Linked DNA regions of Rattus norvegicus: region 2 is linked to region 1. The links are chromatin contacts, called in public Hi-C maps. All regions are on one chromosome and are shown on one strand. The core of a region is the stretch at or near the end of the contact, and the rest is flanking DNA. Distances in the headings are between cores, read along the strand shown.

Evidence for each region. A called contact is a pair of places that touch in the nucleus more often than the background predicts.
Region 2: a Hi-C map of psoas muscle shows a contact between it and region 1, with 2.0 times the contacts expected there. The contact joins two enhancer-like sites. A contact is called at or near these places in 2 of 12 Hi-C or Micro-C datasets (Schwann cells and psoas muscle).

Annotation. Positions count from the first base shown.
Region 1 is chr3:77,768,905-77,772,663 of GRCr8, reverse strand. No RefSeq gene overlaps it. Among named protein-coding and RNA genes, the nearest start is that of Cdca7, 40 kb to the right of the region's middle. Within about 2 kb of position 1,788, at least 18 of the 93 cell types and tissues checked have an H3K27ac peak or open chromatin away from gene starts, as enhancers often do.
Region 2 is chr3:77,860,347-77,864,105 of GRCr8, reverse strand. It overlaps LOC108350396 (a long non-coding RNA gene), which reads left to right. Exons shown (of 12, transcript XR_010064810.1): 4 at 636-700; 5 at 995-1,106; 6 at 3,269-3,385; 7 at 3,540-3,759. Among named protein-coding and RNA genes, the nearest start is that of Cdca7, 130 kb to the right of the region's middle. Within about 2 kb of position 2,040, at least 3 of the 93 cell types and tissues checked have an H3K27ac peak or open chromatin away from gene starts, as enhancers often do.

The sequences.
Region 1 (3,759 bases), core at 539-3,038:
GCTGGGGGAAAGACCACATCAGTGGAAGCCGAGATGAATTCAGACCACCCGGAAAGGGCACTTAATTCTGTCAAGTTCGGCTAATCTTCAGACGCAACATTATCAATAACCAAATAGATGTAAACCCCAAATCAGAGCCTCTAATTCTGAGGCAGTTAGGAAACAACCGAAATCAAGACTGGAGGCTTCTGAGAGAGCTGAAAGACGCATTCGGCACAGCACTAGTCACTCGAAAGCAGGATTATCTCAAAGTGCAGAGATCTGAGTCTGAAGGAGCCCCCAGACCCTGCAGTCCTTTGCTCTTATTGGGTGATTTTATTTATAGAAGCGAGAGTACAGGGGTGCAGCCCTTGCTCTCCTAAAGCCTGCATCCTAGCTATGCATTCAAAGGAACCCCAGCCACCAGGCAATGTATAAGGAGTGCTAATGTGTGTAACCCCAGCTAGAACAATGTGGAATCTGGCAGATCGTCAGCCACGGTTAGAAACAAAGGGGAAAAGCTCTTTAGGATCGCAGAACTTGAGCAAGAGTTTGAGACAATGGCTTCCCATTGGATAGGAGTGAGTGACTGGCACACAGATGTGTGGTCTAGTACTTACTGGACAAACATTAACAAGGATCTTCAGTGGACGTGAGCACTGTAGATGGGCAGCATCATACAGCAAACCCACCCTCCCACCCCCCCACCCCCAACCCCCCTACCCCCCGCCCCCCCACCCCCCCCACCCCACCCCGTCTTCCTTCTGCCGCAGCTTAATCAACATCCCCAGGGAAAGGGATCTCCTCACGATGACACTCACTCATTGCCTAAGTGAAAACAGAAACCCGTGTGGCCTTGCATAGGAAAGGCCAAGAACCATACACCGTTCCGTACAGAAAAAAGAGTAAGGTTCAAAACTTGCCTCGGGACTTGTGTGCCCTGTGGTTTATAAGCTGAACACAAAGAAAGCATCTTGTCCCGTGATTTTGTCTCTGTGTGTGTCAAAGCCCACAATCTACCTTGAGCATGAGTGTGAGACCAGTCAGTGTCTGTCCATTCACAAGCCCGTTGTAGGAATCCTGAGTGTGTTCTGAGTACTACCAGGTCCTTCCTCCAGGAACCAGCAGGGTACCCAGAATGAAGGAAGACACTGCACAGAGGAGAAACCCGAAGCCCAGAGAGGCTGCTCTGCCGAAATTTCTCGAAGTGGGCTGCACAGAACGCCCACACCTTGAATATAAGTACTCTGTGGAAAACAGGGTCTGGTCAGATCACATACATTTCAGAAATTTTGGATTAGACAAAATCCAGTTGGGGGTCTTCATTAGTTTATTTAAACTACCGCGGTTCTAGCTGCAGCTAGCTTTCTTTCCACAAAAACTGGGGACAATGGGATCTATGGGTGGTGTGTTAAGCTTCCTTTCCCTTACCAGAGATTACAGAAGTTGCTGAGGGCTCCTGCAGACAGCAATGCTACACACAGTGCAGCTTTGAACTCTGCCCTGAGCGTGCTGCCTCTTAGGCACATGATGGGCTGAACGGTTTTGTTTTGTTTTGTTTTGTTTTTTTTACAGGACTTTCCGAACGTTTTGTTAGGCTTACTACAATTCCCTGCTTATCCCCCAGAGTGGATATCAGAAGACAGGACAAATGGAGTGAGTCCCTTAACCCCTTGTAGTTACAATATGAGGGTGTAGTTGTTTGTCGTTCTAGAACCCAAAGAGAGAGCAGCAGGAACCCAGTACTGGACGGAAGCCCGGTCCATTCACCCAGCTCCCACACTCCGGAAGTTTTTACTGCCTGGGATTGGCTCCCTGCTCAGCACCCCGGTACAGAGGAAACATCAGAACACATTCCCTGTGGAGAGCAGAGGTGTGTGGGGGAGGGGGTAACAAGAGGGGGAAGCGTATCCTTTATCTCCTCGGGGTTTTTTTCCCCCTTTGCTGCTGATCACCTGGTTCTGAAATGTCTGCTCTGCTGTGTTTCTATAAAGGTATTAACCACTTTTCTCATCCAAGGACGCGCAGACCGAGACCTCTGATTCTGGTTCAGCGACACCATCTACAGACCTTGTAACCAACCTCGGTGACCAGGAATGCTGAACTGAGAAGGGGCTAGACCGAGATAACTAGCGGTCAGAGACTAATGTCGGGTTCCCAGAGTTAGGGCTCCCCCTGCTGGAATCCAGAGCCAAGCCCGAGTGTTATTTTTCTTCCCCAGAAATCCTGATTGAGCCTGCCTTCAACCAGCTGCTTCACATTCAGTCAAGGCTTCTCCCACAGACTTGACTGGCATCCCTAACCAGCCATCTGCGAGTCTCCCTTCTCTTCGCCTGTGTTCTCCTTTCTAAAGGATGATCCAGCTCTCTGTGCCCAAGTCAAACAGGACTTCCTGATGCTGGGATTTAAGACTGGGGCATTTCCCAACTTTCCCCAAAAGCAGAGCTTTTTGTTAGGACACGTTCTCCCCAACAAGAATTACATTTTTCAAATATTTGAATATTGGACCCTTTGTATTGTACATCTGGGGTGGATGGACGATGAGAAATGCCTCCCGGGCGCTCCCTCTTCCGAGTAAGGTCGGCAGCACAAACCTGGAAAGTAACCTAGTTTTACTCTGCTCTGGTCGCTAAGCCCCTTCTTGCCATAAAACCTTGTCTCTGTGGAGTAGGAGAATAAACACCGTGCTATAAAAATCTTGCCGGTGCCTAGCTTCCTCTAGCTTCTGCGACCAGAGTCTCAGAATTCCTGAAGGCTGAGAAATTGCACGACCCTCCATTTAGTGAATCCTCCCTTCCCCCCTCCCTCTCCCTCCCTCCCACCCCCTCCCCCACCCCGCCCCTAAGGATGCCACCATTTGTAATTGAGAAGTCTGTGTCTCTTTTCATTTGTCAAAGAGGAGGGGAAAGGAGGAAGGCTGAGCCACCTTGAAATGGAAATCCGGCTTCATCATGCAGAGAGCAGCAAGGTTTCCGCCTGGCTCTCTGTTAGGTGGTGACCCATTAGGACGCACTGGCATGAGGGCTGGGGCTCCTTAAGACCCGGGTAGTCTGGGCCCCTTAGTAGTGGAATACGTACCCGCTTGGGGCTCGCTGAAAATAAGACACTGTGGGCTAGGAGTGCTAGGCGCGACATCTCAGTTGGTAGATTCAGCCCCGGATTTGATCTTTATGCGCGCTTCATAAACCAGGTGCTCTGGAGGCTCAGGCCTGTGGCTGCAGCACTTGGGTGGTGGAGGGAGGGAGGGAGGAGGAAAAGTTCAAGGTCATCCTCTGCGAGCAGGCCCGTAGAGGCTACCTGGGATACAGGAGACCTTTTCAGAAGAAGAAATGTAAAGACAGCATTTCAAAAATGTAAAAACCCTAAATGAAGGCGAACCTCTTTCAACCCCAGGAATAATTATTCACATTTACAGAGGTGAATGCTAAAAGGAGCCGAGCTTCATTTTACCGCAGGCTGCACTATGGGATCCCTTTACAAACCAAGTTCACCTGATGCATAAAACATATGATTAGATTTACGAAAACTTGATTTACACGTTTTTTTTTAAACATCTTTACAGGAAGATTAGGCGTGATTAGATGCAATAGGAGCCCTTCTGTAGAAGAGTTACTAGCCAAACTCTCTTCAGCTGGTGTCAGTTCCCTTCCTTCTTGAGTGAGGCCGAAGGACTGCTTACCCGGTGCTGCTATTGGAACAAGGGACGCTTCAACCTTCAGGGGCGTGTCAATGAAGCAGAGGGCCAAAGAGGGAAAGATGGTCTGCTCTGTTTCCTAGAGG
Region 2 (3,759 bases), core at 791-3,290, 91 kb before region 1:
GCCGGCTATGAGCCTCAATGAAGAGTAAGTAGGGAAGCCAGGTATGGCCAAAGAGAGCTTTCTAATCCCATTCCCTGAGACATACCTGTGAGAGGTCTTCCTGAATTCCTAAGGAGATAGATGCATTTTCTCTTCACTAGGAAGTCAACCTGGACCAGCATGCCGCATGGTGGCCCTTCGTACCCATGAACCAATGATAAGGAAAAGTATCTCTGGGATGAGGGAGATAGGCAGGTAGATTCAGTCATCTAACCCCTGGACTAATCAGTCCTAACAGCCAGGGCTTTCTCATTTTGCTTAAAGTCAAGTAGCATGGGATTCTCTGGACCCTGTTCTAGTCTCATACACTTGAAGGATGAGGCATACTTCCATCCAAAATGACAGCTAAGTATGGGAGGCAGGATCCGGGAGCGCGTGCGTCCCCTATGAAACCTAAAAGAAGGTGAGACAAGGTTAGCTCTCCAACCCACAGCACCCTCTGCAGCGCACTGACCAAGCAACAGAAGGCAACGGGATTTTATTTGCAGGGTCCTTGACAGTTATTGTGTGCAACTCATCGCTAAAGCTTCTTGAGTATCTATTCTTTAAATTGTAAGTTAATAAAATTATTCTGTTTATGAACCATCTGTGTTTAGACACCATCCTGGTAGATCCACTCTGCAAGCGTTGCTCTCCCTGCGGCAGGACTGACTGGATCCAGGTAATCTATATTTATCAATAGGGTACTTAACATTGTAAAAATAAGGCAACTAGACTCCCATGACGGAGCTAAATATTATGTCACTGTATGAAGAGAATGGCATTGTTAGTCATTTCTGCAGATATGATTTGCTTCACAAATACTACATTCTGAGGCATTGGGACTCAGCAGGCACTCTTTGTCAACAATCTGCCATTGCTAGCTAAATTAAGCAATCATCTGGCTACTATATTTAGAATGTGTGTGCAGGCATCAGAATGTATAGTGAGCTCTAAACGCCATGTTTGCCTTCAGGGGACACCACAGCAGAGGAGCAGAGGAGCGTCTGCTTTGAAGAGAAAACAGACTTTTTATTAGAAGTCACTGGAAAGAAGTTACCTTTGCCTCTAAGAAGGCTGGGATGACAGTGAGTTGCTTACAAAACCAAAAACAAAATCTAATGCAGACTATCTTTCCAATTTTCTTAAAGGGGCCTGTTCTCTTTAAATTCTCTCCTTCTATTATAAGCAAAAGTTTGGAAAGTGTCTTTGCTCTGATTCTCTCAGTCCCCTCCTTCTGTGAAAGGAACCCTCTGCTCCCAGGATGAGGGTTTTGTTTATTTTGTATTGTTTATTGTGCATCTGCTACGTCCTAGGGAATAGCAGACATTTTCCAAGTACTATCTGACTAAATAAGATAAGAATGTGTGTGGCTATGTATGCATGTGTGTGTGTGTGTGTGTGTGTGTGTGTGTGTATGTGTGTGTGTGTGTGTTGCTTCCTGTGCTTAGCGTACAGCTGACAAGGCATGCACGTGTGTCCATTCTCTGAGTATGGAAACCAAGGCTCGTACCGCCCTGTGGCTGTCTCCTGTTTGGTAGATTGTCTGCTGCATTTGTATTCCCTACTTTAATCTGTGTCCTGGGTCTGTGCCCTGGTCCCCGTATCTATTTCTGTCTGTTGCTACCTATGGAAATGGGTTAAAAACCCAGCAAGTATTTCAGGAGATGTTCAGGGTCCTTTGAAATAAATAAATAAACCCAAGTCCGTGAAAGCTAACATAACAGGCGATCAGAAAGATAGAATGCTCCACAGGCCTGCCCTGACTCACCCACACCACTCCTAAGGACCGCTTGTTTATTTTCATGTCTAAGTTACAGCTCTCTGCTGGGGACAAAAGGCTTTGGGACTTCGATGCTTCTGAGACCTGCTTGCAGGGAAGACCAAGGAGAGTGCAGGCAGCCAGGCCTGGGCCTGAGGACCTGGATCATCAAGTCTTTTTAGGCTGTCATTAGCACAGCGCACCTGCTCTGTGGACAGCGGGAGGACAGGCCTCATGACTCTCCCTCAGAGAGATGAGACGCTGGGAGCTCCACGGGGGCAGGGGAAGTGAACTTGGTAGGCATGGACTAGCAGTTTCAAAGCAGCTGCTTGAAGAAAGTCCTAGTAATGCACAAAATATCTGCTCCAGAGCCAGAGAGAGCCACTAAAGCCAATAGTGTGTCTAGAGGACAAGTGTCACCAACTTGTGCCTGCAGTGGTTCTGCACTTAATTCCCTTGTGGTCAGGGAACATGCTCGTCATAATTTTAATCCCTTTAGTACTTGGATATTAACTTTATGGCCCTAGCACATAGTGTATTTTTGGTGATTTTTTTTAAAGATATAGGGTTAACTATGTCTCTTGATATGGCTTGGTGGAACGTTCTACCAGCATCTCTTCAGTCAGGTTGCTCAGTAGTGAGTTGGTGGCCTACGACGCCACTGCCACCGAGGACTGTCTGTTGACTTTCAGAGAGCATTGTTCTCGGGAGCAGCTGTCGCTGGGCATCCGATTCCCTTACTGGGACTCACTTTTTGCTTCGTGGAGTTTCAGAGCGCTCCGATATTGAGAGCATGCGCATTTAGGATTTCATATTTCTTGGTAAATTATTTCCTGAATCATTGCATATCCCCCTTCATTTCTAGAAATAGGTTTTGTCCCAACACTTGTATCAAAATAGAAAGCCCAGCTTTCTTATGAATAATTTAAAAATATTTTCTAGTCTTCAACAATCTCATACATATAAACAATATAACTTGATAATAACCAACACCATTCCTTTCTCCTTTTATCTTCTTCCCCCACCCCTGCTTCTTCTGATTCCTCCTCTCCCTTCTTCTGTACGGAGTCCAGTTAGTGCTGCCTGAGTGTACATGGGTATAAGACCATCCACTGTCACATGGGCAATCTACCAGTGGCCACATCCTTTAAAAACAACTCTCCCCTACCAGCAGCAGCTCCAGCGAGGGGTAGGGCCTTGTGAGTCTTCCTCCCATGCTGGCTGACAAGCAGCCTGGCTTGATATTAGCATTTCCACCACTACTGTGAGTTATCCCAGCTGCTGTCCTGTCCCAGCTTCAGGTTAAGTTCCTGCCCTGACTTCCCTCAATGACAGACTGTAACCTAGAAGCCAAACCAACCTTTTCCCTCTGGTGTTTATCACGGCTATATGGTGTCATTTGTTTGGGGGGTGGCACTTGGGATATCTCAGGATGTCTTCCGGTTCCATTTTTTCTCCTTTTCCTGCAAATTTCATTTTTCTTTGTAGCTCAATAAAATCCAACTGTCTGCATGTGCCATATTTTCACTTTCCATTCACCAGTCAATAGACATCTAGGCTGATGTGACTTCCTCCAGAATATAGAAAACTACAGCAACCATGAACGTGAGTATGTGGGTGTCTCTGTAGTGGGGTGGGGAAAGTCTGAGAACATTTGAGCTACACAGTGAGAGTCTGTCTGGAAAAAGATCTATTTCAGCACCGTTCTCTCCCACTTCTGCCTGTGGAAGCCATCTCTGTCTGTTTCTTCTGATTACAGGCTACATTTTCTTCGCTGTGGCAAGTCCGATGGTTTTTCTCATCCCTGGGATTTCAGATACTGTGAATGTAATGTTGCTGGATGGATGGCTGTTTGCTTTCCTTTAAATAATCTTGAGTTTGCTCTGACTAACAAGCTAGTTGCTTTTCCACCTGATTCTATCCAGACTGGTCTCAGCTTTTCTATACACAGCTCCACTGCAGGGGCTGCTCGAGTTTAC